2 separate regions of the Sparus aurata genome follow, and region 1 is linked to region 2. A link is a contact called in public Hi-C data. All regions are on one chromosome and are shown on one strand. The core of a region is the stretch at or near the end of the contact, and the rest is flanking DNA. Distances in the headings are between cores, read along the strand shown.

Region 1 (5,498 bases), core at 2,779-5,278, 150 kb after region 2:
GTCCTTTAAGGAAAAACAATACAGTAGGTTTCTGCTTTTGGCATCAAGTTGGGAAAAAGAGAAAAGGTTTGGGTGCCCCCGATCTAGCGGAAAATCGAGAAAGCATGTTTTTTTTTTTTTACACTTTGTTTATTTCAGATTAAACAATCAAATAATAAACATGTACATTTCTCTCATGTATAATTCATATACAAGAAAGGGGATACATATATTTTGTAAATGAGTTAAAGAGTGCCAATATGCTTTCGCATTTATTTCTTTGAATGTACACACATTTCATTAAAGGTTCTTCATATTCAACTCATCTACATGAGTGCCATGGAAATTTGGAATTTTGTTCATGACATACTGTACCCGCCGATGAGGTCCTATTTCTTCTCTCTGAAATCATTATTGGGTTTACTTTCAAGGTTGATAAATTGTACATTAATATGAACTGGGTGCGCACAACAGGGCACCAAAAAAATTGTTCCACGCCAAATTTGAAGCAAGGCATGACGGTACATTGTGACATTATTGTCACCAAGCAGGAGGCCTTCCTCTTGCAGAAGAGAGGGGGTTGTCATGAGGAAAGGACTGTCTGTGCTTTCAAAGATTTTGTCTTTAATCAGCGGATCTGCTGGAATTAGAGGTCTGTCTGAGCCTGAGCCCCCCTCCCTTACCCCCTTCCATCACTGAAATGTGAGAAAGGTGAAGTGTCTGCGAGGGTTTACAGTGTGTGTGTGTGTGTGTGTGTGTGTGTGTGTGTGTGTGTGTGTGTGTGTGTGTGTGTGTGTTTTGGTCAAGGGATTCTTCAACCGTGGGACCAGAACGACACGAGCTGCCACATTGGGCTCATAAATGCACCTTTTGGCAAGCCCACGGGAAATGCAGCTTAGCATAATTCAAAAATACCAGACGGTGTGTACTGTGGTGCACTGCTAAATCCACAAAGCAGCTTTCTCCCTCTCTCATCTCCCTCTGCCTCTCTCCTCCATCTTCCAAAAAACACTTCCGCACAAACAGGAATTAATACAGCTGCCAAACAGTCGATTTTCGCCAGAATGAACGACACCTCAGGCTATCAAAATGCACTGGGCTTAGTTCTGTTTGTTATTAGAGGACTCATTAAGGGGAAAAGGCCACCGCTAAAACGGCGTCAAAGCTTGGATAAAGCAGATATTTTGTCCTCTGCAGGTAAACAATGTCAAAATATTATAAATTCTGTGTGCTTCAGCTCCGGCCTTAATTAACAAATAACATAGCCGTGGATATCCATTCATTTTATTACTGCCCACTTCTTAGCGATTTCACTGGTGTTAGTAGGGATCAGGAAATAAGGCTGGCTCAGACAGAATTGACGACAACATGAAAACAGAATCAGATTCAGGTACATGCTGTGACCTGAATCCAGATTACGCCCCACCACATCTGCAATAACAACGCAGAAACTGCATGGCATACTGATCACACTGGCATGGATTTTTAACTGGTAGAAGGATGTGATGTTTCTGTGAGCAGATGGTTGAGAAAGATCACTGGTAGTTGTGATGTGTGCTGCAATTTTACACCCATTTTCATTTAAATAACAACAGGCCTGTGCACTGTCACACTTTAACAGCATTGTGAAAACAAACAAACAAAAAGCAAATTAAACAACCAACAGAAATGAAGAAACATTTTGATTGTGTTTAAAAAGATAAGATGAAAAAATGAAATGTTGGCTGTCATAATGGCACGATGTTGATGATGGAGGGCGTCACTGAGTATTTTCAGTAAACATGTCTTGGCTCTCTGAAAATACCCACATAAGTGCAGTGTAGAAGTTTTTATTGCCTGTTAAACTCACTGTGTGCTGGTGAACAGAGGCCTTTGAGCAAATTGTGCAGATGAAATATATATAATAAAGCCATGAAGTGTACTTTAGAGGCAAAGACGTTTTTTTTCCAGGAAGAATCAATCAATATGTTATATGTTGTATGACAATTGCGGCAATCTATATTGACAGTTACGACTGAAATCATTAGTTATTCGCAGTGTATTTAACTTAATTGTTAAGCATTACGTGTTCAATTATTTAGTCTGAGTTCATGATGGTGAAACTGTTAAATGGTGTTAAATGGCTTCCTATTGATTGCTTGTAATTAAAGTGATTAAGGCATTTTTTCTTCTGTTACATTAATTGTTAGACATTGAGACCATCAGCTAAATTATATTGTTTGATTGTAAAAAGCATGAGAAGTGAAATTTGTCATATATAGAAAATACATTAGACATTTCTGTATTTGCAGCCTTTTAAAAACCTTAACAATGTGATCTTAGGTTAAATTAGCTTATTATTTGACTAATAATCAAGAAACTTGCATCATGTGCCAAGTGTGCAAATGTGCATGTTGTCTAATCATCGGTGAAGATCTCTATTTTTCTTTGTGCGTGTATCTTATTCTGAAGTTTGGCTTCGACCCTTGCAGTATTTAAGTGTTAATGAGTTTGCGGTGTCTCGTTGTGTCACTGAATGTAATCCACTTGACAAAACATTGCATTGGCTCTTGACGTCGTTCTGACTCAACCACAATGTTTGCAATGCTTATGAAGAAGTGATGAGGGGAGCAGATGGCAGCAGAACAATACCATAAGCACTGGTATGGGAGGACCAGTGACAGCCTGGTACAGATTAATGCAACATAGAGCACAAAGCTCACCGGGGTCTCGTTATAAGCTGTATGAATCTCTTACCTGGATGGATTGTAGAAGCCGGATGCATCCTTCCCTGACGTCTTCGTAGGGACACCGTTTGGAGAGCATGAGGACGTGAGCCAAGATGTCATTCAGGTCACTAGTGGGAAGGCACCCAGAGGCCGGGGATAACCGGACCGGTAGTGGTATTGGCTTGATGGCCTCCACTTTCCTCATGACCACCTGGCAGATGTTCTCCATGGCTTCGTTCCTGGAGACGGCATCCCGACTGCCCAGCCCGTCCCATCTCCCCAGAGATTCCTGTTCCTGCACTTCCATCTTTTGATCTAACGTTTGTGCTGTCTTAAAAGAGGCTACACAACAAATAACACATGAAACACTCCGTATTTACATCACAGCATCAAAACAACCCCTCACAATGATTTAATGTTATTCTACAGCATCTAATATAACATTCAGTGTCAAACCATGTACAAATATGTATATATCAGCATCAACACATATTGTAAATAAAAAGAAACTGCTGTACAAAAATGTGTTTACATCCAAATCTAAGACGATATAGTCTCAGACATACTCAAAAAAATCCTGATGTAAGGGAGCAGACCCCACCAAATGGTTGAGCCTTAATTTGCAAAACCCTACCTGCCAAAATGACCTAACACTGACATCACAATTGATCACCATGGTATAAATAGTCTCGAAAATTCTGTAATGGTTGAGAGTTTTAATTCAATGATAAAACATTCAAACGTGTAGAATATGACTGACAAATTGTGTATCTGATTTCGTAACTGCTAAATATCGGCAGGAATACAGGGATTTAAACCTAAACCATGCTGACATTTGGTCTGTATCATCTCCCAAAAAAAAAAATAAGCCCGGCTAAAGTGCAGACTATTATAGTGATGTTTACAAGCCATCATAATCTGCCAGTTAAAGTGTCATTCTCTCCTTCTGCCTCTGTAAATTATATTTACCAATTTTTCCTTCGCGGTTAATGTCTTTTTCTTTAAATGTAAGACATATCATGTTTGGAAAATGTGCAAATACGCAACTTGTCAGTTAGTAGAGGTCCATTCAATCTCTCCCTGCCTTCCTTTTCGTGGCAAAGCTTCCAAGCTGCCCGTTCACAAAGACACCAGTAAAGTACAAAGGACGAAAACGAAAAACATAACCCCTACATGCAAACCTTTCGATGTGGACATTAAACACAAAGTGTCATTCTCAAATACTCACTTTATCCACATTCTTTGGCGCTGGTCTTCTGCTCCGGGACGCCTTCACACAGCACTGACCAGCAACGCTAGTCCCAGGGTAGAAACGAGAGGAGGGGGCAACTTGAGAGTAATCATTTGATCGGCAGAACGCTTTGGCCAATGAGAGGAGGCCGTGGGCATTCGAGGGCGTTACCGTGTGGGATCTGACAAATGATTGGTCGGAGGCCAGTTGCCAAGCTCCCGGGGGAAGGTTTTATGGGAGTTGAGTTCTCCTCGCGTATTGTGTGTTGTGGATGTTAGCTCGGAAGAACTACGTCTCCCGTCATACATTTCGGCAGCAGCCCCCCCCCTCCCCGCTCTTGTTTATCAGAAATAACTGAAAGGCAGACAGAGGAGAGAAAGAAGGAGGTGTAGCCTACATTTCCACTTGATTTGTTGTTTTACATTTAACCTCGGTTGAATTGAACTTAACTGCCAAGCTACACATTAAAACGTTTAACAGTGCCAGCTAAACAGTGTGAGCACACAAATATCCACGTCAACAATGACTGACAGAAGATATAATTGGATTGTGATGTTAGAGACAAATGTTTTGTCCCTGATAAATTCACTATCTCAGCGCTGCACACCTGCCACACTGTGAGCACGTCGCTTTTTTGCTGCAGCAGACTATTTGCATACTGCTGCTGTGCAAATGTTTACTGGTGATTGAGGTACAGGCTAAACACATGGCACTATCAGAAAATAGCTTCAGAGATCTGAAAAGTGTTTTATTGAGTTGAAAGACAGCATGTCTCCACATTATGCTGCAGACCATAAGAGGCTATTTCTTAAATAAAAGGTGTTAATCAAGGCCACTGAGGTCATGTCCTCAGTATTCTGGGTGGATGTGTGTGTATGTGTGGGGTTAGACAAAAATGGCATCTAATAATGTGATAATAATATGATAGAGGCTAATAATAATATGATATGAGACCCTCAACTTTGTTATGAGGGGCTTATGTCTGCTTACATCCTCCATTTCTTTTAAATAAGGCATAATAATAAGGTCAGTTTTTCAGCAATACATTAAGAAATGATTAAATATTTTAAATATCAGTGTACTTGTGATGACATTACTCAAGGTGAGTGGACAACAGCATACACACCACATGCTTTTTTATGGTGCAGGCAATCAAATCCTCCCAAAATCAATTCCAATGAAAAAATGTTATTATTATCATTATCATTTTTATTTTCCTTATCATTATTATTATCAAATACCTTTTTTAACAAATCAGTGTGTGGGAATTAATATTTCTATTATTTTTTCATTAGGATTACTTCAATCAAACTTTAATCAAAAAGTAAAACGCAGAATAGATTTTGGATTGATTTACAATTAGTTCAGATTCTCTGAAAGGGAAGGTGTATTACACACACAATGAGCATTTAAAGCACTTCATGTAAAAAAGATCACTCACTCACATAATAAATATCTTGATGCAAAGAAGCCAACTTACCAAAGTGTATGTTTGTACTTGAACATGAAACCGCTAATTGAAATGTATTTGAACATGTAGTCTGGTTGATTAATTTAAATATTTGAACACTTAAATTGTA
Region 2 (5,121 bases), core at 985-3,484:
TTCTCTGCAGGAGCCAAACTGCTGCATCAGGTATTCTCTTTGATGTGAAGGGAACAAAAACCATCACATCACAATGCATGCACTCCTGCAATCCCGTACAGTACACACTCCAGACTGCTAGTGTAGATAGGGTGTGTGTGTGTGTGTGTGTGTGTGTGTGTGTTGAACCTAGCTGCCTTGTTAAAATGTGTGCCAATGAACACAGTTCATAATCATATCCAAGCTTTGTAAAGAGCATGTCAGTCTGGTTGAGATGAAAAACAGGCAGGCACAAAGATGATACACTGTTTATTTACAGTTATGTTTAAGGAATTGAGTAGACCTCACTGTAAGAGAGACAATTCTTGTGAAGTTAATTTAAAAAACACAATATTCTTGGAAATAACATGGAAATAACATGAGCAAAATCTAAATCTATGCTGTATTGATGAAGTGACATCTTGTTATCGTCAGCTGTGAACGCGCATTCCTGCACAGAAACCGCGCGAGCACACGCAGGTGGACGCGCACCTTGCACGTCAGGCAGCCGTCGGAGGAACAAAGAAGATGTGGACGAGGCTGTTTTGATCCTGAGGAGGAGGTGGAGGAGGTGGAGGAGGAGGAGCGGAGGTCCAGAGCATCACTTACAGGACGACGAACCATCTAGGATTTCTGCTCTTATCTCTCTCTCTCTCTCTCTGGCTAATAAAAAAAAGGTGACGTCATCCCGAGCGAGCCTGTATGGGCTCCAGAAAGGGGGCGTGGCCCGAGCGCGGTGACGGACGTTGATTGACAGGCTGGTTCGCTGATTAAAGGCGCCATCAGTGTCACTGAGATGAGAGTGATGTGAATGGAAATGTATGGATGTTAAAGATAGAGAGATGCTAGACTGACAATGCTTTTATTTTGGAGGATCATGTCTGAAGCATAAAACAATGTCATCATATTACATTTATATATTTATATAAAATCACATGTGATATGATGGAACATGGATTATTATTACTAGGTTATATCAAACATTAACACATTTTCTTTCTGAGCAAGTTAACATGAATACTATATTTAATCTTTCATAAAATTAAAAGCATAAATCCATAAAACGTTTTGGCACACCTTATTTCTTGATAACAAATTTTGGAAGGTGACCGTAAGTCTCTTTGAAAGCACAGTTTCTATTCCAGCAGTTAAAGGTGCATTATGTAAGAACTTGCCACCAAATAGAAAAAAAAAATGATTACCAGAGATACTGCTCATTGTAGCTGCTATTAACTAGTTAGCTTAGTTAGCCATGCAGCTAGCAGCCAGGACTGGCGGGTTTATGGTGTATTCCACTTGAACTTAAAAGTCAGAATTTCAGAGTTCCCAGTTGGCACTTTCAAAAGGAACGCTCCTTGAAGTCGGGTTCCCCACCCCGACTTCAAAATCCAAGATGGTTACTCCAAAAAGTTTTGGAATATTCAGTTTATTAGCATTTGTGTATACATTGTGTCTTGCTGACCAGCATGCTAACCAGCATGCTAATTTCAGTAGATATCTCTGCAACACAACGCAATGCATAGATGTCTTGATTGTCATTCTGTAAATGTTTTTACATATTGCACCTTTTAAAGTTGTTTAAATGAGAAACCATTAGTTGATTCATGTATTAAGCGCCATTTTCTGTGATTCCTTTTTTTTTATTTTAGCAAAAATGTCCAAAGATCATTGATTATTTCCTCTCAAATGTGAGTATTTGCTCATTTACATTGTCTCATGTGATATTAAAATTAAACACATTTTTTGAATATGTCGACTGGGCTCTGGGGAAGTGTTGTGGACATATTTTCATGATATTCTGATATTCAATGAGCCAAAAAGTCAATTAATCAGGAGAATAATTGACAGATTAAGTGATAATTAAACAATTCAGAGTCAGATGCATCAAAATTAATGGATTATAACAGAGCATCTGTAGCACTCACGGTTTGATAACTCCTCTTTTACAAGCATAGCGCAGTCAAAGAATCTTTCTAAAATTAAAAAAAAAACTACTCGACCAAATCGATCCTCTGTTGTTCTTATGTTGTGCGCCATTATTTCTGTGTATCACTCATCAACATGTCAGGACGTGTCCCAGCAGCCTCCACCTGCGCGCAGACCGCACCGTCCTGTTGGACTGCAGTGTCTCTTTAAAAGGCGATCCCATGCACAGGATCCAGGGGGCTGGCCCTTGATCGACTTGCATGCGTGTGTGTGTGTGTGTGTGTGTGTGTGTGTGTGTGTGTGTGTGTGTGTGTGTGTGTGTGCAGCGCTGTGAGTGGAGAGCAAATCGAGATACAGTAGTAACCCAGAGTGAGGTGGCAGTCTTATTCCACATCGACACTGACTTGCCCCGCACACTTCCAATCTGTCTCCATATCGCAGAAGCGCACTTACGGAGCGAAAAGAGGAGAGAGAGTCAAGATGGCATCTGGAAGCGGTCGCGGACAATCCGGGATCTAGAGTCTCGTCTGGGGGCTATTTTTTAAATTATTATTTATTTTGTGCCACGGAGCGCAAGTGCAAGGTATTTCATTTAAAGTGTTGGGATCGGATTTATGAGAGACGAGGTTTGAGCACTTTGTCCTCTGTCACTGATCTTCTGTGGGTGGATTCAGACCTCCGTGCACCAGGATTTTTTTTTTTTTATGTAGAGCTCTTATTCATGAGCAAGTAGTGTTTCATAATGAACTCAGAGGGGCGATTCATTCTCTTATTTCTAAGGAGTAGTTTATCGTAGCCTCGCTGACACGCTCGGCCGCTGTGTTGAATCTCTCGGGCTGTGTTTGAACTTCACTCTGACTGAATGTGTCGGGCTGATTTTCTCTGTCTTTATGTCCTCAACAGGCGCTAATAAGTGAGTCGCCCTCGGCCCCGTCAGGACTTCGCTGGTGTGGAATAGCAACAAAGGACGGGGGCGCGCATTCATGGGACGCGACTTTGACAGCTCCTCGCTTCTCGTCTTGTAACTTTTATTTACCTGGCAGCGGGGCGAGATTGTGACCGGAGCTGGAGATCATGGCCGAGGCTCCGCTCCCCGACCATCTCCCGGACTTGGACGTGGCCATCGACCCGGACTTCGAGCCCCAGAAGCGGCCAAGGTCTTGCACCTGGCCGCTGCCGCGACCGGACTCAAACGCGGTGAAACCGGAGAGCCACGACACAGATATCATACCCGAGGAGGAGGACGATGAGGAGGACAACGCCACCGCCTCGGCCATCGGTGTCAATGGCTCCGGCTTGGCGACGGAGGACCAGAGCAGCAACAGCCCCGCGGCCGATGGGGCGCTCTCCTCTCCCGGCCACGACAGCGGAGGCTCCCCGCTCTCCACGCACTCTCCGACGGCCACCTCAGGCGCGCTGACCCCCAGCAGCCTGGCCGCGCAGCAGACCCCGAGGAAGGCATCGTCTCGCAGGAACGCCTGGGGGAACCTCTCCTACGCAGACCTGATAACCAAAGCCATCGAGAGCGCGCCGGACAAGAGACTGACACTGTCCCAAATTTATGACTGGATGGTGAGATCCATCCCCTACTTTAAAGACAAAGGCGACAGCAACAGCTCTGCAGGATGGAAGGTAAGAGTCGTCCCCCCTCTCTCTCTGTCACCCACCCAGCCAGCCCCCCTCCTTCCTCCATCAAAACAAAAACAAAAAGCATGTGGCTTGTAAACCCACTGACGTACACACACACACACACACACGCACGCACACACTCACTCACGCACGCTCACACAATTATAGCAGCACAGTCGCGTGTTTTTGTTTTACAAGCGTCTATTTGGAAAGTCTGGCGCTCATTATTCCTCTTATTATCATTCTAATGGGAATTACAGATCTGTCCGAAAACGTCGAGCAAATGAGAAAAAATCACACGAGGGAAGCATCCAAGATCATTACTCTCTCTGGGGTTCAGTGACCTACACATAATGATCTTTTCAAATCGACCAAAAAACGTGATGTCTTTTGTCTTTTTTTTTTTTTTCTTTTTAATTTTTATTTTGTATTGTGATGAGCGATAATATTCCTCTGACGACACAGCCACAGTCACATGTCTGGAAGTAGAGCAAACAGAGAGGTTGTAACCGGTTCGTCTGGAAACACAGTAGCCTATTTCGAGTGACGCAACCCCCGTTTAAGACTCAAGGAATGATACAGTTACATAATGCAGTTTACTGAACAGCAGCTAATCCATTAATAGCACAAGGAGCTGGATGTAAACAAAACGATTTAACAATAATGTTGCACAGGGGGAGGGAAGTGTCTGTGAGGGCTTGATCCATGTGGGGCACTTCCAGTCATTCTCTGTGGTTGTGAATCCTGACTTAAATGATTTATTGCTTCATGTTTTTTTTTGTTTTTTGTTTTTTGTTTTTTGCCCTTTACATTCAGAGGCTAAAATTTCCATCATGCTACTGTAACCACAGCGGCATTGCCCTGTTTGCCATTTGTTATGTAAACCTTGGCGGGGATATATCAGTCTCCTGGGTCAGGTAGACAACTGCCAAGGTTGCTGATCCTGCCATGAGGGAATTACATAATCACTGGGTTGCCATGAGTTTGGGTACACTGTTAAAGGGTGAGGCTTCACCCTTTTTTTTGTCGTTGTTGGAAAAAAGGCAGCTATCTGGTCACCCAAAAGACACATGGGCCCCCGCGAACGAAGACGAGGGGCGGGGGCAGAAGGTCAGAGAGCAGAGATTAACACCCGTCATAGGCTGGACCAGTCCCAAGGGGCCTTGGAGCCTATAGGCCATTTTTTGTCGGGGCTTCTCAAGTTTTGCTATGTGATATGCTTCAGTGAAGAGCAGAGAAGGGAGGTTGTGTGTGTGTGTGCGTGTGTGTGGACCAACCAAGTCAAGGCCGGGTTCACCGTCACCATGCAGGGCTGTTACTCCTGGAATTTCGGGCATTAGGGCCAGGCTGTCGGTGGTTTAGTGTTACGCATGGTCTGTCAATAAATCTGGGCCGCCGCTCACAGCCTGAGCCTTTTTTTAGTTTTCTTATAAAAGACTCTTTTCATTGCAGACCCCCTTCTTCATACACAGAGGTGTGGCAATCAACCCACGCGCCAGTATAGATGTTGGCAATGGATGTCTCTGCCAACCACGAATACATTGCATT

Evidence for each region. Hi-C and Micro-C count contacts between places; a contact is called where the count stands out from the background.
Region 1: a contact with region 2 is called in a Hi-C map of an unstated tissue, with 4 times the contacts expected there. The contact joins the promoter of sesn1 here to the promoter of foxo3b in region 2. A contact is called at or near these places in 2 of 2 Hi-C or Micro-C datasets (skeletal muscle and an unstated tissue).

Annotation. Positions count from the first base shown.
Region 1 is chr22:18,040,640-18,046,137 of fSpaAur1.1, forward strand. It overlaps sesn1 (sestrin 1), which reads right to left and starts at 4,029. Exons shown (of 10, transcript XM_030404857.1): 1 at 3,916-4,029; 2 at 2,716-3,029. The coding sequence starts at 2,994.
Region 2 is chr22:17,892,003-17,897,123 of fSpaAur1.1, forward strand. It overlaps foxo3b (forkhead box O3b), which reads left to right and starts at 2,235. Exons shown (of 4, transcript XM_030405224.1): 1 at 2,235-2,527; 2 at 2,848-3,576. The coding sequence starts at 3,019.